Regions from separate parts of the Mus musculus genome. Here regions 1, 2, 3, 4 and 6 are each linked to region 5. A link is a contact called in public HiChIP or PLAC-seq and promoter capture Hi-C data. All regions are on one chromosome and are shown on one strand. Each heading gives the region's core, a stretch centred on a gene start, on an enhancer-like site or on the middle of the called end of the contact. The rest is flanking DNA. Distances are from core to core; before and after follow the strand shown.

The links. Promoter capture Hi-C pulls out the DNA fragments that hold promoters and counts their contacts. HiChIP or PLAC-seq counts read pairs in DNA pulled down with a chosen protein or histone mark. Capture Hi-C pulls out chosen DNA fragments and counts their contacts.
Region 1: an H3K4me3 HiChIP or PLAC-seq map of embryonic stem cells shows a contact between it and region 5, with 6 times the contacts expected there. The contact joins the promoter of Ubap1 here to the promoter of Aqp3 in region 5. A contact is called at or near these places in 6 of 39 promoter capture datasets (cranial neural crest, embryonic stem cells, frontonasal cranial neural crest and 3 more) and 2 of 115 datasets of contacts at active chromatin or transcription factors (both in embryonic stem cells).
Region 2: a promoter capture Hi-C map of embryonic stem cells shows a contact between it and region 5. The contact joins the enhancer-like site here to the promoter of Aqp3 in region 5. A contact is called at or near these places in 4 of 39 promoter capture datasets (cranial neural crest, embryonic stem cells, frontonasal cranial neural crest and 1 more), 2 of 115 datasets of contacts at active chromatin or transcription factors (embryonic stem cells and stem cell-derived neural progenitor cells) and 3 of 9 other capture datasets (adipose tissue, liver and pancreatic islet).
Region 3: a contact with region 5 is called in a promoter capture Hi-C map of second pharyngeal arch cranial neural crest. The contact joins the promoter of Ubap2 here to the promoter of Aqp3 in region 5. A contact is called at or near these places in 10 of 39 promoter capture datasets (the 3T3-L1 cell line, cranial neural crest, embryonic stem cells and 5 more), 2 of 484 Hi-C or Micro-C datasets (embryonic stem cells and nephron progenitors), 6 of 115 datasets of contacts at active chromatin or transcription factors (bone marrow-derived macrophages, embryonic stem cells, memory CD8 T cells and 1 more) and 2 of 9 other capture datasets (adipose tissue and liver).
Region 4: a contact with region 5 is called in a promoter capture Hi-C map of adipose tissue. The contact joins the promoter of Dcaf12 here to the promoter of Aqp3 in region 5. A contact is called at or near these places in 6 of 39 promoter capture datasets (cranial neural crest, frontonasal cranial neural crest, hematopoietic stem and progenitor cells and 3 more), 3 of 115 datasets of contacts at active chromatin or transcription factors (double positive thymocytes, embryonic limb bud and embryonic stem cells) and 3 of 9 other capture datasets (adipose tissue, liver and pancreatic islet).
Region 6: a contact with region 5 is called in a promoter capture Hi-C map of second pharyngeal arch cranial neural crest. The contact joins the promoter of B4galt1 here to the promoter of Aqp3 in region 5. A contact is called at or near these places in 5 of 39 promoter capture datasets (cranial neural crest, embryonic stem cells, frontonasal cranial neural crest and 2 more) and 4 of 115 datasets of contacts at active chromatin or transcription factors (bone marrow-derived macrophages, embryonic stem cells and pancreatic cancer cells).

What each region holds. Positions count from the first base shown.
Region 1 is chr4:41,347,686-41,351,056 of GRCm38.p6, forward strand. Ubap1 (ubiquitin-associated protein 1) reads left to right here and starts at 1,311. Exons shown (of 7, transcript NM_023305.3): 1 at 1,311-1,546.
Region 2 is chr4:40,906,779-40,910,481 of GRCm38.p6, forward strand. No RefSeq gene overlaps it. Among named protein-coding and RNA genes, the nearest start is that of Spink4, 11 kb to the right of the region's middle. Within about 2 kb of position 2,098, at least 50 of the 459 cell types and tissues checked have an H3K27ac peak or open chromatin away from gene starts, as enhancers often do. A contact at or near this core is called in embryonic stem cells, liver and pancreatic islet, where this site is marked.
Region 3 is chr4:41,273,772-41,277,081 of GRCm38.p6, forward strand. It overlaps Ubap2 (ubiquitin-associated protein 2), which reads right to left and starts at 1,364. Exons shown (of 29, transcript NM_026872.1): 1 at 1,269-1,364.
Region 4 is chr4:41,312,827-41,316,262 of GRCm38.p6, forward strand. Dcaf12 (DDB1 and CUL4 associated factor 12) reads right to left here and starts at 2,075. Exons shown (of 9, transcript NM_026893.3): 1 at 1,662-2,075; 2 at 385-639. The coding sequence starts at 1,739. It overlaps Gm46891 (predicted gene, 46891), which reads left to right and starts at 1,516. Exons shown (of 2, transcript NR_168697.1): 1 at 1,516-3,436.
Region 5 is chr4:41,096,622-41,099,869 of GRCm38.p6, forward strand. Aqp3 (aquaporin 3) reads right to left here and starts at 1,562. Exons shown (of 6, transcript NM_016689.2): 1 at 1,381-1,562. The coding sequence starts at 1,488.
Region 6 is chr4:40,851,658-40,855,316 of GRCm38.p6, forward strand. B4galt1 (UDP-Gal:betaGlcNAc beta 1,4- galactosyltransferase, polypeptide 1) reads right to left here and starts at 2,327. Exons shown (of 6, transcript NM_022305.5): 1 at 1,734-2,327. The coding sequence starts at 2,148.

The sequences.
Region 1 (3,371 bases), core at 61-2,560, 250 kb after region 5:
CAGAGATGGGCCGATCTCTGTGAGTTCCAGGACAGCCAGTATTAAATATTGCAAGTTTAGGACCAGTCTAGATTACACAAGACCCTGCTTCAAACAAGAGAGTCAAACACACACACACACACACACACACACACACACACACACAGACGGAGAGACAGACAATCACACAGACTCCCACAGGCATGCATGTGTGCGTGTACGTGAGAGACAGACAGAGAGAGAGAGAGAGAGAGAGAGAGAGAGAGAGAGAGAGCTGGAAAATCTGACCATTTCCTTTCTGTATTGCATGTTGTAGTGAAGTCTCTCCTGAAGCTGCCCAAGTTCACTCCTACTCCCTAACGTTCACTGCTTTCACTTTAGTGTAGAGGTTCCCCCCCCCCCCCCCCCCCCGTGTGAGCCACCCACTTATTATGGCCACTTTCATTCTCCAGAGTTCTGCTTTGCTCACTGGCCTTTCCACAGATCTGTTAACTAAATACAGATAACCAAAAATTGACAGTTTGCTGTTCCTTGCTCACCGTGACCCCCTCCCCACAATGTTGCACCCAGAGTTAGAGCCTCCTCATTTTTCAAAGCTCAAATACCATCTTGTCTGCTACATAAAATCTGGAGACAAAACAGGCTGGAAAAGTAGACAGGGCAGTGCATTGTGTTTTCTCCAAAGCACTTTATGTCAGCTAAGGATGCTTGTCTAGGAGGCCCTGGGTTTGATCTCTAAGCACTTTCCATACCAGTAATACTCTTTGAGTTTTACTAGAGTCAACTCTCTCTGATCTTATTTCTTCCATTGATCATGAAATTTTAGAGAAAAATATTAATTTAATCAAATTATAAATTCTCCATGAGCCTATATCCAATACACAGAAAGCAGTGAAGGCTTGGATTGTGTTTCGACTTTGAATGCACTGGATATTAAAATTGAAGAGACATTTATAGTTACTGTTTAACCAATTTATTTATAAACTTGGGTCTAGGATATATGAGACCTGTTCTGAAAAACAACAAAACCTCAAAATAAATGGAGAAAGTGAGACCAAAGAGTATGAGACTGGTCTACGAGTCTGAGAGGGTTTCTAATTTCCAAAGAGGATTCGCGGCTAAGGCTTTGGGCGTGTCCTCGCCTTGGCCGCGCCTCTTATCCCGAGTCTTACCCTCTCAGTGACCCCTCCTTTCTTCTTCCCCTTAGGGTCCGCAGGGATCCTTCAGTAAGGAAGCTCCCGGTTGCAGGAACCCTTCAGCTCTGGAAGAGGGATTTAGTTACGTCACTGTCGGCTCCTCCCATTGGTCGGGGCGGGTGGGGTGCGGCGCCATGATGTCAGACGCCTAAAGGGGCGGAGCGTCGAGGGGAAGGAGGAGGGAAGTAGGCCTTCAACATGGCGGCTGTGGTACTGGTGGTGGCTACGGTGACGGTCTGGCTCGGGGCGGGTAGAGTTGGAAGAGGTGGTGTTTGCTCTCCCTAGGGGCAGCGGGAGCCCAGCGGAGACTGAGCCCGGGAGGCCGGGCGGCGCCAGCACCTTTCAGCTTTCGGGACAGCAGCGGCATTCAGGTGAGGGGGCCTGTCTCTGGGGGAGGGGGAGAGGGGCGGAGTTGGGGGAAGGGGCCGGTACGGGGCGACCGGGAGGAGGGAAGATGGGGACCGGGCGCCCAGGAGCCTGGAGGGATGAAAGGATCTGGAGTAAAGGAGCGGGAGGGAGGAAGAGCCGGACGACGACCGACGACTCGGGGCGGATTCTGGGCGAAGGGTCAGAGTGACGGGACCGGAGTTGAAGGGGCGGAGGGCGGACGGGATGCGGGCAAATGAGTTCGGATTAAGGGGACTAATTCGCTCAGAAGACAGGCTCAGTGGAAATCTCGAGCTTGAGGGAAAGATTTCTCTCAGTGGGAGCTAGAGCCGGTCCAGGAGAGGAACCCCGATTTAGTAAAGAAGGTAGCGCGCTGGGGAGTTGAGGGTGAGCTTGGGATGTGAGGATTTAGTTATCTGAGCGAGAGATGAGGGAGAGAAATCAGACCAGGGGGTGACTGCTTTGGGGGATATCTTTGGCATTGTGTGGTCTTCTCTAACTGTCTCATCACTGTGGTCTTCTCTAGATTTTTCTTCCTTTTTTAATTTTCTGGGCGATTACCTGGACTATACCCCTGGGTCTCAGAAACAACCCCGTGTCTTTCTTTTGAGGCTAAGCATTTCTCTTGACCAGCGATCCCTCACCTTTGTGTTGTTGCCTCGTGTTTTTTGAGTTGAGACTTAGAAATATAATTATTTAAAACAATTTTGTATTGAACTGGAGTGAGATTTTGATACTTTTTAGACAGACATCATAGAGTGTTGTAAACTCAAATTCTGTTCACATTTTCATGGATAAAGTGTTTTGTCTTCTCAGTTGTAATTGTTAGTATTTGGGAATTTGAATAAACATGGTGTGTGTTACCTGAATTTTTTTTTTTTAATTTGATGGTATAACAAGGCATTTCGTTTTCATTGATAAATAGGTCTTCTAGGGGCGAGGAGAGAAGGTTAAACAATTCAGAGCACTCATTCTTGCAGAGGACCCAACCAAGTTCAACTCTCAGTTCCCACATGATATCTCACAGTCATCCATAACTCCAGTGCCACCTTTTGATGCTCCTCTGCTAATAGGCAGGGATGTGGTATATATACATACATCATGCAGGCAAAACACTCAGATATATGAAATAAATCTAAAAGCGTTTCTTTTTCTTTTTTTGGTCAGTAAGCTCAGCCCCCCCCTTTTTTTTTTTTGTAAATTTGGAGACAGGTTTCTCTGTGTAGCTCTGGCAATCCTGGAGTTTGTTTTGTAGACTACGCTGGCTTTGAACTCTCAGAGAACTACCTGCCTGCCTCTGCCTCCCAAGTGCTGGGACAAAAGGAATGTACTACCCACTGGCTTATAAAAATTGCTCTTTCTAGTTAATATCCATGCTTAGTTAAACTGAACGTTTCTGTATTAATGCAAAGAACACAAAAGTAAGAAAAGAATTACCTAACATTTTAAGTGAAATTTTGTAAGTTTTTGTCTCTAGTTCATTCTATTCTGTAACTTATTGAAAGCCTACTGTGTCTTTCAGTTACTGAGACTTAATTATGGGAGCAGGAGAATTAGTGTTTTTCTAGTAAATGTCCTTGCCGCTGCCTAGGAGATAACTAACCTGCTCATTGTGGAAAAAGTATTAATTTATAAAAGTTAAAGTATCTGAATATAAAACTTCCTCAAATTTTACTTTAAACTTTTCTTTGTATTTAAAACTCTACTTTATCATGATGTTTTATGTGTTTTTGCTTCCTTTTTTCCTTTAGTTTTATTTTTTTAGTTAATTTACTTACATGTGTACGAGTGTCTTGCCTGCATGTCTGT
Region 2 (3,703 bases), core at 848-3,347, 190 kb before region 5:
CCCCTCCCCAACCCACTTTTTTTTTTTTCTTTTCTTTTCTTTTTTTTTTTTTTTGAGATGGAGCTCACTGTGTATCCCTGGCTGACTTGAAACTTGCATGTAGACCAGGCTGGCCTCAAACCCACAGAGATCCACATACCTCTGTCTCTTAAAGGCTGGAACTAAGGACTTTTTTAAAAGAGCCACTTTGTCAGACTCCCTTTAAAAACAAACAAGCAATAAAAACCAACAAACAAGATTTACATACAGTAAATAGCCCAGATCAAGTGTACATTTTGAGACTGTATCAGGAGGCCAGGTGTGAATTTCATATTTACAGGTCAGTCACAGGCTAAGGCCTTGGAGGCTTGAATTGGCTCACTTCACCGGCAGAGAAATAACCTATCATATATGATAGATATGTAAGGGTCCGAAAATCGCTGAAGGAAGATCCCAGACTCAGATAGTATGCAAAAACAAAGAACGTTTATTCTGCAAAAACACCAGTATTCGGGGGTGGGGGGGTGGGGGTGGGGTGTCAACATTTTTCAAAATGGTGACCCCAGACAAAGACAGGAAGGTCTTCTTATAGAGAACAGAGAAACTTCTACAGTAGTAGGTTCTCATATGGCTTTTCAAAAGCCCTTAGTGATAGTTTTCCCCCTCCACCCTGACTTCCCATCCTCTATCATACTTAATCCTTCTTGTTTTATTTCCTAGTCTTTATCCCTTTATAACACTATACTCTATTTCTGCAACCGTAAAAGAGCTCCTCGTCCCCAAATGGCCAAAGTACAGAGAATAAGAGACTTTGGAAAGCTCAGCCCTAAATGAGATGTTTATATCACAATCCTCCCCTCAAGTCCCAGGGACCTACAGGGGCGGGGGGGGGGGGGATGCAGCGTGGGGGGGGGGGGGTAAGGACCAGAAGTGGTGGAAGACTCCAAGGAAAACAGCATTTTCCAGACACACAGGGCAGATGCTCTTATGAACCCCCAGACTGTGACAAGATCTGTCTAGTTCATGTCAGATAAAATCCCAGCTTGGGGTCTGGAGAGATGGCCCAGAGGTTAAGAGCACTGACTGCTCTTCCAGAGGTCCTGCGTTCAACTCCCAGGAACCACATGGTGGCTCACAACCATCTGTAATGGGATCTGATGCCCTCTTCTGGTGTGTCTGGAGACAGCTACAGTGTACTTACATATAATAAATAAATAAATCTTTAATTTTTTCTTTTTTAATCCCAACAGGGAAGAGGTGGGTGTGAAGCCCCACAGCCAGCTAAAGAGCTATTGATAAGTATTTGGTGGCTGTTAGGAGAGGGAAAGGCTGACAGGAGGTGATGCTTCTGGTGGGGTGGGTCAGAGTAGATCTGGAGGCGCTCGAAGAGGGGTCTCTCTTCATCAACCAGGTCCACACAATCTGGGAGCTAAGATAGCCACCATGAAGAGACACTGTCGATGTGCAGGAAGCTTGGCTACAGCACTTAAATTGCCCCATTAATGCAGTCTAGCAGCAGTTGAGATTCCCCCTTTTGAAAAGGGAAAGCAGCAGGCAAGGCCGCACAGCAAGTAAAGCCAAGGCAGGCTGCCAGATGCTGTGGGAAAGACAGGTTCCTGCCCTTCCCAGCTCCCAGGGGCGCCCCGGGGGAATCCCGGAAGGAAGAACCCGCAGCTGTCGGAAAAGTTAACGAAGAGGTGTTGGTCAGGGTTCCCGGACCTCTCCGGGCAGGTGGAAAGGACAAGGTGAGCCAAGATCACACCCTGCCCCACACCCACCTTTGCAAGCAGGATCTTTGGCAACTTTCAGGCTAGGCAGGAGGCAATCACCGCGCCCAGAAGGGCTGGCAGCTCTTACACCCATCAACTCTCCCGAATAGTAAATATTTAGCGAATGCCATTAGAACAGAAGAAATCTTTTTTTTCACCTGTCTCTGGCTCAACACCCGGGAGCTGCTGAAAGGGCCGCCGGATATAAGTAGCTTTCTTGAGAAGTGGACCAGGTTGAACATTTTAGCTTTTATGACCTTTGGGTCAAGACTTCTGTTAGCATACTGCGAGACAGCGTAATGGTTAATTATTTCACTCTGCTTCCTTGGCAACAATGTGGCACATGCCATCTTGGTTAATAATAAAAGGCCAGTTCCCTGGCTACATTGATCTGCCGGAGAGATAAGCATGTGCATTGTACAACCCAATCTCGGCCTTCACTTGGGTTTGGGGTTTTTGCTGCTTGCTTGCTTGCTTGCTTGCTTGCTTGCTTGCTTGCTTGCGTTGATATTTCTTGGTTTGGTTTGGGCTTTTTGAGACAGGGTCCCTCTGTGTGTCTTGCCTCTCCTGGAACTCTCTTTGTAGGCCTATCTGTGCCACAGTGGTGTGGATTAAGCCTGTCTACAGCAGGTGAGCATGATTACAGACCCTGAGTGATGGTCCCTTACTGTCCCCTCTCCTGCACAGGCATGAGTATGCGTGTACTCCCCCATATACAGGCAGGTACACCCACACACTCATGCACACAGGTAAATAACAAAGATTTTAAATGAATTATTTATTTATCCATTTATTTATCTAGACAGGTGCTTACTGTGTAGCCCTGGCTGACCTAGAGCTATGTAGACCAGGCTAGCCTTAATGTTACAGAAATTTACCTGCTTCTGCCCCTGCCTCTGGACCACTGGGACTAAAGGTGTAAACCACCATGTCCAGCCTTTTATTTTTTAATTTTATTTTTTATTTATTTTCTTGGGCTGGAGAAATGGCTGGTGGTTAAGAGCACTGACTGCTCTTCCAAAGGTCCTGAGTTCAAATTCCAGCAACCACATGGTGGCTCACAACCACCCGTAATGAGATCTGACGCCCTCTTCTGGTGTGTTTGAAGACAGTTACAGTGTACTTATGTACAATAATAAATAAATATTTAAAAATTATTTTTAGGGCTGGTGAGATGGCTCAGTGGGTTAGAGCACCCGACTGCTCTTCCGAAGGTCCAGAGTTCAAATCCCAGCAACCACATGGTGGCTCACAACCATCCGTAACAAGATCTGACTCCCTCTTCTGGAGTGTCTGAAGACAGCTACAGTGTACTTACATATAATAAATAAATAAATCTTTAAAAAAAAAAAATAAAAATTATTTTTAAAAAGATTAATTTTCTTTATGCATATGAGTGTTTTGCCTACATGTATGTCTATTAACGACATGTGTGCCTGGTGCCCATGGAAACCAGGAAAGGGTGCCAGATCTCCTGAAACTGGAGAGGAAATGGAACTCCCAAAGCTGGAGTTACAGGCAGTTGGAAGTCACTGAACATGGGTCCTGGAAATTAAACTTGGGTTCGGATCCAGAGCAGTATACACTTAACTGCTGAGCCATCCCTCCAACACCTAGTACATCTCTTATTTTGTCTTTTTTTTTTTTTTCTAGAGCTGAGGACCAAACCCAGGGCCTTGCGCTTGCTAGGCAAGCACTCTACCACCGAGCTAAATCCCCAACCCCCTAGTACATCTTTTCAATGGGGTAGATGTTGCTGTGTACCAACTCAAAGCTCTTGGGTACCAGCTCTGGGCCTGGGTGGTAACTGAGTTGGTCAGCCTGCCAGCTCTCCTGTACCACACCACCATGGCCAGCTCTCCAGCACTGCCCTAGCTAGCTCACCCAATGCTAAAGCCAGCAAGGGGCAGAGCCAGATCACCTGTGCACATGCCACCAGCCACCAGGGCCAGGTC
Region 3 (3,310 bases), core at 114-2,613, 180 kb after region 5:
TAATCCCAGTGCTTGGGAGGCTGATGCAGGTGGATCTCTATGGGTGCAAGGCCAGCCTGGTCTACAAAGCAAGTGGGGGACAGCCAAGGTTGTAACATGAAGAAACCCTGTAAAAACTATCGAGCGAGCGAGCGAGCTAGAGAGACTGAGACAAGAGGCTCTCAAGTTAAAAGCCAGCCTTGGCTAGGTAGTGCAACCCTCTCTCAAAAACGCCCTCCCAAAAAAAGGCATGCTCTTCAAATAAATGATCTCTGGGTACCTCATAGAATCACCTAAAAGCTCCAATTGTTACTGTACACAATTGCTGGAGAAAAGTAAAGAGTAGGCAGACTATGCACCTTGGAAATAAAGTAGAAAGGCGTATTAGTGGTAGTAAACTACGAGATTATGTTAAAGCAAAAAACTGCAGGAAGACTTCCAAGACCAACCCAAAGAGAAAACACGAATCCTAAGTGGTGACAGTTGACATGCCTGGGTAACTAAACCTGAAAATGCAGGGGGGAAGGTGGGAGAGCTGACTATGCCTGGGTAACTAAACCTGAAAATGCAGGGGGGAAGGTGGGAGAGCTGACTAGGAAAACTGAGCTGGAACGCACCAGGCTAAAGAATTTGTTTGAATTTCTAACAACGCTTTACAGTTCACAAGCACTCTTACCTCACCTTAAAGAATAAATAAACTATGACACCACCAGACTTCAATAGGGCATGAAGAGGAAACTCACAGAGTTTCAACTAACACCAAAGACCACAGTAATGAAAAGTAGTAAAATTGAACTATGCCTTCAGATTAAGTGGGGAGAGACTAGAGCGCAGAAGTTGGGCACTAAGACCAGTCCCAGGACAGGCGCCAGACTAGAAAGCTGAAAGGTGGTCCGGATGGGGCGACAGCGTGGCGGAGGAGCTCCTGCCAACGTGCAGGGACCGAGGTGGGAGAGAAAACCACACCCTCCAGGATAAAAACCCAAAGGGGGGGGAGGGGAAGGCGCCCCCTGGGGCTGGGTGGGGCCGGCCAACTAGGATGGGGGGTGGGGGGTGGAGCAGGAAGCACAGGGCAACCTGAGCGGGAGAGGAAAGAGAGTGCTCAGGCCTGGACACACTACGGAAACATGAAGCCAGCGAGGGAAGCTCGGCCCGATCCACCCGAGTAGACGCTGGGGCATCCCAAAGGGGGCTGGGAGTTCAGAAGACCTTAGCCCAGGTCCAGAAAGCATACACTGCAAGGTTCAGGGCCCTGGGAGGCAGGATGAAGGGGACCGGGTGACAATTACCGCTGCTGCTCTCGTTGGACTCGGGACCCGCCGCCGCCGCCGCTCGTTACCTGCCAATGTGCCTCTTACAAAGCGGCGGCGGCGGCAGAGGCGGCCCTGCCCGTCACGTGATCCCTACGTCACGGGAGAGGGTGGAGCCAGTACTTGAAGATTGAACGGGGTTACCCGGCTGGCTAACACAGCTCTGGGAGCTGAGCGAGAGGAACTATGTGGAGGCGGCGGAGATGGTGACATTGCTTGTGGTCAGAATTTCAGGGTCGTACTATCCGCCGCCTATAGAGAACCCACTATTAAAGCGTGCGGTCGCGCTATGATGACCTCAGAAACACTGCAAGATGCTCGATGCGTGCGGCTCTTTCGTCACGTGACATGGTGCAGCCACTCAAAGCAAGCCTGGCTTCTAGACGTTTTGAGGGCGAACTACAACTCCCAGAGTGCTGCGCGGCAAAGGCACTCTCTACGACCGCCTTTTCTCAGCGTGCTCCTAAGTACAACTCCTGATTCTGACTTATTCGAGCATCTTATGGCTAGCTTCCGAGTTAGTACCAATGGGTGCCACCTGCCAAGCGAACCAGCGTGGTTCCTGCTGGGAGGTGTAGTTCTGGCGGAGAGTGGGTCTAGCTCCCACGTTGCGAGGCTGGCGCTCCGCCCTGCCCTCTGCGCGGGAAAACGCCAACCGCCAGCTGCTGAGCCAGACACCCAGAACGTCCTCGGCTGAAGGCCACGAGACTTCAATGTAGTCAAATGTGGACTGCTTTCTGCATTCCCAACTCTCTTCTGCAGGAAACAACTACCATTCCTTGAACGCCAACGGGATGTTAGAGGTGTTCTAGCCCAAAAGGCTACTAGTATCGGACCGGTTTTGCAAATAGGAAAGGAAAAGTTATTTTCTGGCATAAGAAACCTAAATCAGGTTTTCCTTGTTGAGAAGTTACCTGATCCACCTCTTAGTAAAGATGTTAACCTCAGGAGATTAAGCAAAAGTAATGGAGTTTTGTTGTTTTTTGATTTTTTGAGACAGGGCTTCCCTGTTTTGGAACTTGCTTTGTAGACCATACTGGCCTCAAACTCACAGAGTGCTGGGAGTAAAGGCACGTGACACCACAGGCCGACTCAAATAAAGATTAATCACTAGCATATCTTTAAAAAATAAATAAATAGATAGATGTTGCGCTGGAGAGATGGCTCAGTGGTTAAGAGCACTGACTTCTCTTCCAGAGGTCCTGAGTTCAATTCCCCGCAACCACACGGTGGCTCACAACCATCTGTAATGGGATCCAATGACCTCTTCTGGGGTGTCTGAAGACAGCACAGTGTACTCACATACATTAAATAAATAATTTTTTTTTAGATGTTTAAAACACTTTAACTCCAGCCCAGACTAACCTAGCCTTATTGTGCAGTACATGGTGACCGCTAACTCTCAGCAGTCATCCTGCCTTGGTCTCCCAAATGGTGGTATTTCAAGGATTATAGACAAGAGTCACCCACCATGCCTGATTAATATGTATTTCAAATATATACATATATACCATTCATATATATATAGATGTTTTACCTGTATGTATATATGTAGCACATACATGCCTGGTCAGAACATGGGATTGGGTCCCCTGAAATTGGAGTTAGAGATAGTTATGATCCATATTCTAGGTGCTGGAAATCAAACCAACATCCTCTGGAAAGACAATTGCTCTAAACAGCTGAGCTATATCTTGTTAAAAATTATACATTTAAACATAATAAACCAGCACTCGGGAGGCAGAGGCAGGCAGATTTCTGAGTTTGAGGCCAGCCTGGTCTACAAAGTGAGTTCCAGGACAGCCAGGGCTATACAGAGAAACCCTGTCTTGAAAAACCAAAAAAACAAAAAAAAACCCAAAAAACAAAAACAAAAGAACACACATAATAAAATGTGATTATGTGGCTATTGTCTATGTGTAGCTTATTAGGTTAGATACATCCACAACGTTGGAATTAAGAGGTTAATTAGTGGTGGTGTAAGCCTTTGTTCCCAGGAAGCAGATGCAGGCTGCCTAGTT
Region 4 (3,436 bases), core at 825-3,324, 220 kb after region 5:
CTCAAGAGCCCAGACCCACACTACAGTTTACTCATTCCTTGAGCACTTCTTTGTCCTAACACTTCTAATTAAAAATCTCTTAATAAACTCCAACTCTGCTTACAAAAAAAAAAAAAAAAAAAAAAAGGCAAACAAACGGGGAAAGACGAACAGTGAAAGGTGCTAGAGTAAACCAAGTCCCACATCTCAGACCTAAGAAAAAGGAAGCACAGCCCACACCGCTGAGCTCTGGGAGGCAGAGACAGGCAGATAGATAGTTCGAGGCCAGCCTGGTCTATGGAGTGAGTTCCAGGACAGCCAGGTCTTCACAGAAAAACCCTGGTCTCAACCAAACCAAACCGCAGCAGCAACAAAAGGAAGACAAAGAGCACTCCTGATACTTACTGTGTTGCATTTCGTGCCACACACCACTTGCCTATGATTCAACCACTGAGAAGCAAACACTTTATTAAGGGTCCCGAGGTGAAATTCTCTCTCCTTGAGGAGACTGGGAAGCTGTTGTGCTGCATAACCATGTAACAGGCGAGAGTAGCTGGTCTCATTCTGGAGCCTGACTTCGCGGTTCTTCAGGTAGTACACTAGGGATCTCTTCACTGGGGGGAGTCTTTTCCTTTTGTGCAGCGAATGATCCCAGCCAAACTGTGAAAGCCAACATCAGAAATCAGGGGTTTGGCCACTTTTCCTTCAGACAAGAAGTCTGACCGTTTTATAAAAGAACCAACACGAATTCGTCCTTCGGGATTTACACAATCAAACATTTAACAGAAGATTTGTAATCCAGAAAGTACAGTTTAACTCGGCTAGCACTGAAATAAGGCTCTCATAATGAAGACTACTTAGAAAATGGATAAACAGGGCAAAAAAAAGTTAACTAAACCTTTGAGGAAAGTGGAGGGCTCAGAAATAACATATACCCAGGTGTCCTTGATAGTTACGAAATGAAGTCCATATTACAGAACCCACCTGGGCTGCACTTCTACCCAGCCCCCTTCTCCCTCTCCGCCTGTGCACCCCGTAGAGCATAAAGAGTATAGCTCAAAGAGCCAGACTGGGGTCTCGGATCTTCCAGGGATGTACAGTCAATGGCCGCTCATCTGACTCCGCGCGACTTGCGCTGCGGGCAGTTTTAGAATTCGAAAAATCAAATACCAACGGGGTAACCTGCGTCGGAATCCCAAGTCCAAGAGGCCTTCCTCTCCAAAGGGGGCAATATAGAGATGACACCTGGTGTTTCTTCTAGATGTCTAAAGAGCCAAAGGGGCCTGCACCCAGTTTAGGAGATGGTTTCCTTGATAAGAGACCATCGGCCCTTATTCCTAGTGCCACTGGAAGGTCCACTTCAATCTCCTTCCCAGTAACTTCGGAAGGTCGGTCTTACTTCCGATTCCCCTTGTCTTCATTTTCTCCTCCCTCCAGGAACGAGGAGGTCCTGAAGCTCTCTATCCCTAGCTGCTGACTTCCAGCGGAAGGCGTCATTTTGTAGTTTTCTTTTGGCTCCTCACCCTTCCGGCCCGCCTGCTCGCCAGTACACTGCAGAAGGACCGGTCACTGCTCTACAGTCCCGGCTCCGGTTCTCGTCCCGCCCTGGCCCCAGGTTCCTGAACCCAGCTGGAACGCCCTAAGCCCCTGCTAGGTGATGACCCAGACCTGTGAGCCCTCACCTGCGGGCCCTGAGCGTCGCTCCCGGCTCCTGGCGAGGCAGACGCTTTCCGCTTCCTGCTAACTGCTTTCCGGGCCATAGTGGGCAGCGCCGCCGTGGCCCCGCAGCCACATGAGGCGGAGAAGGCAAGGGGCGGCAGGGCGACGGGTCATGAACCGGGCCCTGGGGCCGCGCGCTTTCGAGCGCCCGGCCCGGAAAATGGCTCGGATCCCGGGCAGCAGTCGATCAAAATGAGGCGCGTAAATGGAAGAAGGGAAAATCCGGGTTGGGAAAGGGGAAGGGGAAGGGAAGGGGAAGGAAAAGCAGGAACAAGCAGCTTTCCTACCGCCGTGTCTGGAAAGGACGGCGAGCGGCGAGAACCAAAACACCCCCCTCCCACTCGCCCGCGCCCCGTCACTCCTGCGCAGCCGCACATAGCAGCACGTCGCCACGGAGACACCGCCCAGACCAGCAGGGCGGGACTTAAGCGCAGCAAGGAGAATTGATGTCCTCGGAGAACTTCCGCTTGCCTCTTGCCAATGGCGGTTAAGCTGTGGCCAAAGGAATCCAGCCTTCTGTCGGGACATTTCCGACCTCAGCCAGCTCATCCTCTGGCATGCGGAAGTAAGCATGAGCTGCCTGGCTGCGGGACCAATCTTGAACCTGTAACCATCATGGTAGGATTAAAGATATTCTAGACACCCTGATTGCCAGATTGCAATCAGACTATTAAAACACTGGACTCTAAGAAATTGCAGTTTTCCTGGGAGAAGGAAAGGACAAGGGCACAGATGCCAGCCAATAGAGGAACTTGACTCCAGGAAAGATAGATCACAGTTGGGAAAACTTGTCAGACTACCTTCCCAGAGAAACTGGGCGAACAGATGATGGATGCGACCACACCTTGCCGACGACTGCTTACTTAAGCATAGCTGTTGCCTTTAAGCCTAAACAAACCACACGTCAGCCCCTAAGATGGACTAGGATAAGAGAATGTCCCGTCGTTGTTCTTTCCAATGAGACCGAGTTAACACCTTTCTTCAAGTTTCCCCTTACACTTTGTCTTTTAGTTGGCCTGTTGAGAATGAGTTAAGGCTGCTAGGGCCCAGGTTCTGACCCTTCCTTATACCTCAGAAGACGTTTCTTAATCCTGTAACTAGTAGCCTCACATTTAGCACTTTCCCCCAACATTCTCACAAACTGTCAATGGGCACAAAAGATTAGACACTTTAAGGAAGGCAGAGAACCCCACATCACACTCCTTCAAGATGGATTCAGGGTAGGAAGGCAGCAGTATGGTCAGATTTTTGCCACATCAAAGTACCAGAGCTAACGCAGGCTGCCTCACATGCCTGTTGGCACAGGTCTCCCCACACATACGGAGTCCCCAGATTCCATTCTCCACTTCTTTACTCTCCAGCTCCCTGTCTATTTTGACTCCTGTCTAAACCTCAAGTCACTTTTCCCCTTCTTTTATTTATTCCTTTTCTTTCTTTCCTTTTTTTTTTGAGACAGGGTTTCAGTGTATAGTCTTGGCTGGTCTGGAACGCAGCATGTTATATAAATCAATCTGGCCTCAAAAGTTATAGAGCTCCACATGCCTCTGCCTCCCCAGAGCTGAGTTAAAGGTGTGTGCAACCACATCTAATAAGTCACTTTCTTTCATAAAATGCCACCCTTTTTAGGTCTGCAAGGTCAAAGTCACACTGTCCTTGTGCTTCAGCAAATAGACCCATCGCTGTAATTCATGCCATTGCCTGCCTTTCTCTCGGAGCCCAGCCTTGATCTCCATTAAGG
Region 5 (3,248 bases), core at 312-2,811:
ACACAGAGGTCTCAAGTCCCCAACACAGGGACACGAGCAGGCCCTCAGTCATCAGGGGATCCACTAGGCTTGCTCTCCCCTCTCCTCAAGCTTTTCCCTGACACCTGATCTCTCGCATCTACCTGAGCCTGAAAGCCTTCACCACAAATCCAGAACCCTCTTTTTGTGGTCTAGGCTAAGCCAAGTGATCCTGGGACTCAGTGGGGGGACTGACTGTTCTTTTACAGAGGAATAGGCTCTGAGAACTGGGACGGGATGAGGGGGCCCCATTTTGAAACTGTAAGACACCCTCCCTTGTCCTCTTGCTGCTCTCAACCGAACAGGTGGCCAGACTCACAAATCAAGATAGGAAACAGGGAACCACCGAGGCAGGAGGGAGTGGGGACAACTGATAGGCCACTAGTCTATGAAGTCAGAGGCACATTTGGGCCCCCTTTCTCCATGTGTAGCCTGCCCCACCATGTTCCCTCGCCAGTTGACTGATCTGCACTACCCAAGACTGAGGCTGTTGCTGGAACTCAAGTAACCCACCCCACTGCAAAAAGGGACACCGGAATTGAGAAGAGACTCAGAAAAACAAGTCAGTGGCTGAAAATCAGAGTAACTGGGACAGGAAATGAAAGCCATAGTGTCTGTCTGATCAAGAAGTGCGCCAAGTTAACCAGAACTCGGGGCAAAACTGCAGAAGCCTGAGATCTGGGGGTTCACCAGGGGCCATTGAGAGGAGAGGCAGAGGGGGGATCAAAAGGCCAGCAAAGACGCTGGAAGCATCTGGGTCGCAGGATCCGAAGGACTCCTACAGCGTGTGCACAACACATTTAGACGCGCCCACTGTTCTGTTAGGCTCTGTTTCCTTCCACAATCTCCGTTCTTCCGATTTTGCTGCTTACAGCCCAAGAAATCTGCGCCCTCTGCCCCTACCTGCCGTAATCCGCCCTCACTTCACTGCAACTTTTGGACTTTCTGAGGCTTAATTATTCATTAGGGGCCAGACACCCAAGACCCAAATAACTTAATAGGGGTGTCCATTTGCCTTTCTCTGCTGTGTCCTGAGGTTGGAGCCCTGGGAAAGTTGGGAAGCCAGGAAACGTGTGGGAGGTCCCACACTAAGGGGTGACCCTCCGCAGCCTTGGTCTCTGTCTCCAGGGGGAAAGGCAAAATAGCAGAGCTGTTCTTGGGTAAGTAGCACTGTCACAAGTTGAGTTAGAACTGTCAAGACTGTTGAAGGCTTTGGAGGTCAGCTTGACCCTGAGGGTTAAGCCTCGGGAGCAGAGCTGGGGAACTGGTCGTGTCTGCCTGGAAAACTGTCCCTGGAGTGAATAAGGAGTTGGGGACCACGGGGCCTGAAATAGATAGGACTGCTCACTACCCTGCACTCACCACAAGGATGAGGGTCCCCAGGCACTCCGCCAGCGCCTGGCGAAGCAGCCGGTAGCGGATGTGAAGCATCTCCCCACAACGATTCATCAACTCCTTCTGTCGACCCATGGCGCGAGGCAGGCAGCGGCGAGGTCCGGCGGCGTACGAGTGCAAAGTAGCTAGCGCAAGGCACCGAGAGCGGTGGCCCGGAGCGCAGGTGGCGCCCTTTATACGCTCAGCCTGCTGAGCCCCACCCTCGGAACCCCGCGGGGGCGGAGTGCGGCCACCACCCCTCCACCTAGCCTGGAGGCGCTGGTGGGGACGCGGGGTGACAGTTGTAAGGAGGGTCCTGTGGAGCTTTAAGGGTGGGTTGGCTCTGCAGGATTCTTAGGGGAGTGAGTGTTGTACTGAGAGGACTGGGATACTGTGAAAACGGGAAGAGCAAGCGGTCTCCCGAGCGCCACCCCCCCCCACCCCCCTACCCCAACCCCCTTCACAGAGAGCCTTTGTGGGCATCGTCTCACGCTAGGAGTGAGGAACCAGCTTGCTGCGATGACTGGATAGAACAGGTCTTCAATCGGGCGGCTGATTTTTAAAGGAGGCTATAAACCTCTAGTGGGAAGAGACCTCAGAGTGACGACCCTGGTAGGCAGGTGTATGCAGAGTTCTAACCAGAATTCACCAGCGCTTCGTGTGCCCTGGGAACATGTCACATGTTGCATGTGTTGATTAGCATGGTATATGTCCTGTGACCTGGTCACACCGTCTGGACGCGCCACGTGCGGGCCGGGATACCTGGGCTTTCTCCTTGTGGACCTTCCCCCTTGGCTGAGCTGCTGTTGTCTTGACATGTCACATGCTACATCATGTGAATTCCAGCTGTTTTTAACTCCTCCTTTCCCACTCCCATCGATGTAAATCTACTCTTTTAAGTAATTAAGCTGGGGCCCCGGGAGTAGGCTCAACAGGAAGAGCGCTTGCCAGGGCAGACTGACAACCCGAATTCAATCCCTGAAACCCACCCGAAGAGAAAGAACCAACTCCACACGTTCATAGCAGTGCATGTGCCCACATGTATATCATCATTAATTTTTCTTTCTTTCTTTCTTCCTTCCTTTCTTTCTCTCACTTTCTTTCTCTCTCTCTCTCTCTTTCTTTCTTTCTTTCTTTCTTTCCTTCTTTCCTTCCTTCCTTCCTTCTTTCTTTCTTTCTTTCTTTCGTTCTTTCTTTCTTTTTTAGATAAGGCCTTACCTTGCAACCCTGGCTGGCCTGGAACGCACCATGTAGCCCCAGTCCTTAAACTAAGAGAGATCTACCTGTCTCTGCCTCCCAAGGGCCGGAATTTGAAAAAACGGGAGCCACCACATCTGGCATAATTATTTTTACTTTTTTTGTTTTGTTTTGTTTTGTTTTTTCATGACAGGGTTTCTCTGTGTAGCCCTAGCTGTCCTGGAACTCACTCTGTAGACCAGGCTAGCCTTGAACTCAGAAATTCGCCTGCCTCTGCCTCCCAAGTGCTGGGATTAAAGGCGTGCACCACCACGCCTGGCTTTTTTTTTTTTTTTTTTTTTAGAGAGAGATTAAACTCAACCAGGTTTCATGGCACATACCCATAATCCCAGCACTCACGAGCTAAGGTAGGAAAATTGTGGATTTGGAATTAGCCTAGGCTTCATAATAAGACCCTGTCTCAAAAAGAGAGAGTTCACCAGCTACTTGGGAGGGTGACAGGAAGCTTACAAATTCAAGCTCCACAGGACCCTCCTTACAACTGTCACCCGTCTTCCCCACCAGCGCCTCCAGGCTAGGCAGAGGGGTAGTGGCTGCACTCGGCCCCCGACGGGTTCTGAGGGTGGGACTCAGCAGTTATCTTACTGGGTGAGTTCAAG
Region 6 (3,659 bases), core at 1,077-3,576, 240 kb before region 5:
CTAAAGTGATCTCTCTCAGTAAGGTCCTTTTGAGCTGTCTATTTCAGGATGAATTGAGCAACCCACATTACCAAACCAAACTGAACAGAACTATAGTTACCACAGTCCCTCATATTTCAGCAGGAAGAACCTATACTCTGAACAACTATAAACCTGGTTTTCTCTTTGAGATAGGATCTGATGTTTGCTCAGTTTTATAATCAAGGCTTTGGGCAGGCCAGACAAGCCTTCCACCATCTGAGCTATGTCCATGGCTCTGGGGTACTTAACTAATTAATTTGTCTTTTTTCTGCATGATGCTCAGGCAACAACCAAAAATAAAAGCAAAAGGCCCAGACATTCTGTGGTCTGAGGACTCGGTCACTTCCTCCTCTTCTATGTTGTTCAGCGAGCCATCTCCGTGGAAGTCTAAGAAATCGCCACTTCACATCCTCAAACTGTATTGTTGATTACTTGCTGAGTGCCTGCCTACTCTATATACAATCTCAATTAGTCCTAAAAATAGCCCTGTGAGGTAAGCACAGACAAGTCCACTTTATACAACAGGAAGAAACACTATAACATGCTTGAAGTCAGACTAATGTTCTACTTCACTTTCCATAGAACTATTCCTGTTTCCCAAATTAACAACCAAGTCCAAAGTAATTCGATTACTCATGTTTGGCCAATTCCAAGAGGTTCCTCCCAAACTTGATGTGAAAACATTGAAGTAATTATTGGAGACATTGAGCAACAGGCTATAGGAAGGCCTGCTCTGCCAAGGCTTTCCCAGAATGAGACAGAGCTATTAGCACGCTGCCTGCCTGTCTGTCTGTGGGGAGATGGGATTCACTCTGCGAAACATTCTCTAAAACCTGGCACTACCTGTGATCTCCAGTCAAAGTTCTACCCTGGCCAGTCGCCTAGTACTGGGAACACAAACTCATATACTTGCCCCCCTGCCTGGTATCAGCTGGGCAAGTATTTCCAGGAAAGTGCAGCCCCATTGACCGGGTTAATTTTAGCCCTCCAGTCAGTCCCCTGAGTACACAGGCCCTCTGCCCCTGGAGAGGGCCCTGCTCAGTTTGGTTAAGAGGAAGCATCAGGAGGAGGAACTTGGGGTGGGAGACAGAAGGCCCCTTGGTTCAGCACCTACAAACAGGAGGAAATCCCACAATTGTAGCAACTTTCTAAGAGTTCATCCTCATTCTTTAAACTCTTAGTTACAATGTTTCATTTACTTCTTCAAAACAACTCCAAAATACGTGTGGTTTATTATCTCCATTTACCAGAAAGAAACCTTAAAGAGAAAGTTAAGTGGCTTGTTCTAAGGCGGAGTGGAGGGTGGTGGGGAGGGGAGGTGGTTTTCTCACTGTCGGTCTTGTCCTCAGAAGGTTGAAGGTTGCCGGTGTTGCTACTATAGGTAGGGAAGGTTGCAGAGCAGCCTTTTCAGTCTACTCTAAACTGACCCCAACTTCAAACTTCCTGAGTCCTGGGCCAGAACAAGGGTGTCTCCAGGGCCTTGTCTGGTGCTGGGGTAAGAGCCTGGGGGTTTCCCAACAGGGCCCCTGCCTCTTGAGACACCAGCCAACCTCTCTTTGGGTCATCCCAAAGAGGATTAAGCCCTTCTTGGGGATTATGCACTCTGATCAAAACCTGGTGGCTGGCAGTCCTGAAAGAGATCTTAGGATAATATCCCTGGAACCCTACTGAGGAAATCCGAGGAGTCCACGTCCTCAGATCCTGGGTCTTACCGAGCAGCGGGGACTCCTCAGGGCAAGCTGGCAGCGACAACAGTCCAGTGGTGGTGGGCACTGGCAACGAAGACAAGTTGCTCTTCAAGCCGGGGCCAGAAGCTGCACCAGGGCTGGAGTCGAGACCCGGGCGAGGCTTCGGGGAGACGCCTAAAGGAGGCGGCGGCCGCGCACCCCGCGGCCGCTGCTCTCCTGGGGGCTGCTTGCTGGCTGCGGCGCCGTTCGTGCCGCCCTGCAGTGTAGAGGAGACTCCGACCAACTGGGGCAGGCGGCTCAGATCGCGGCCAGAGAGGTAATAGACGAGGGTGACGCCGAGGTGCAGCGCGCAGACGGCCACGAGCAGGCGGCAGGCCCGCTGCAGGGTCGCGCCCGGCATCGCGGCGCTGCCGCCCAGGAACTGCTCACGAAACCTCATCTTCCCGCCGCGGCTTTAAGAGGGGGTGGGCTACGGCTGAGAGGACGGCCCGCCCGCAGGCCGCCCGCCAGGCGCTACCCGACCACAGCGATCGAAGGAGGGGCCGGGGGGAGGGGGCTAGGACCTAGCGCAGCACCGGCCGCCTGCGGCGGAAAGCCGACACCCCTGGCCGCGGGACTTTGGAGAGATCAGCGGGAACCACAAGCGCGGATGAGCAGGGGGCGTGGTCTCGACCTAGGGCGGGGCCTCAACCGGGTTTCGGAAGGCTGTTCGCGGAACCTGGGGGGGCGGAGTCTAAGGGGTGGGGCCGCAAAGCGGGTCTTTTTCGAGAGGGGCGGGGCATGAGGGACAAGGCTCGGAGAGGGGACTGAGGGGCGGAACCTTCAGCCGGGTTTTTCTGGCAGCTAAGGGAGGGCGGAGCTTGGGGGGCAGGCACTAAGGGGCGGGCCCTCGGGAGGTTGGGTTGCAGGGCGTCGCGACACTTGGGGACTAAACGTGGCGCTCCGCCAGCCCCACCGCAGCCTTGGGTTGAGCGGGCATCCCATACCCAGCGGCGCTCAGCTTTTCTTCCTAGCGTTCACCGTGGAGCTTAAGTCTCTCTAAACCAGCTTCTTGTTCAACGAGCTGCTCACCACTTCCTGACGTACCCAGTGACTCGGGTATGGGCCTGGGACAGCAGCTAGTGAGGACAAGAGGACAGGCGGTAGCCTTGGGATAGTGAGAAAATGGAGTGGAGAAAGGTCGTCTAGGAAACCGGCTTCGACGTCCCGCGAGGCCAGCGGACGGATTCTCTGGGGCGTTCCAAAGATCCACTTACCCTAGCTGGGTCCGCCTGCCTGTGAGGGGGCTAAAGTGGAGGAGCTGCTTATTGAGTCCTGCTAGGGAAGTGACCATCTTGCTCTACTCTTACTCCCACATAAGTGTTTGCAGGATTGGGAAACCTCAGGAACCTGCCCAACTTGGTTCTAGGTGCAACATGGCCTCTAGTGCATGCCACATGGAGATGACACATGCTTGTTGGGATGAGACTGGCAGAAAACTGCATTAATTCCTAAGCCTGCGTACAGAACAGCCCGTTGTACACAGCGCTGGAACACAGTCCCCATTTAACAGAATACTGGAATCTAGGCGCGGTCGTGAACACCTGTAATCCCAGACTCTGGTTGCGGAGACAGGAAGAGCCAGAGTTTGGAGCCAGCCCAGACTATGTAGTAAACAAAGATTTCAGTGCCTTGGAGTGAATAAGAATGAATGGCCTGTAAAATCTCACAGCTGATAAGCTGTGGAACTCAGGGCTCCTAAAAACTTTGTCACTGCGCGTTCCTTTACCTAACCTTGTTGATCTGAAAGTGGAAGCTGGAAGATTTAAGCACTTGAAGTCTTGACCCCGAGGCCTCAGACCCATTTATCCTTGAATGTGATGAGAACCTTAAGATGGGGAATGCTAATTCTAGCTACTCCTATGTTTGGAGAGTTTGTTGTTAACCAATATATGCCATGTAATAGGGGTT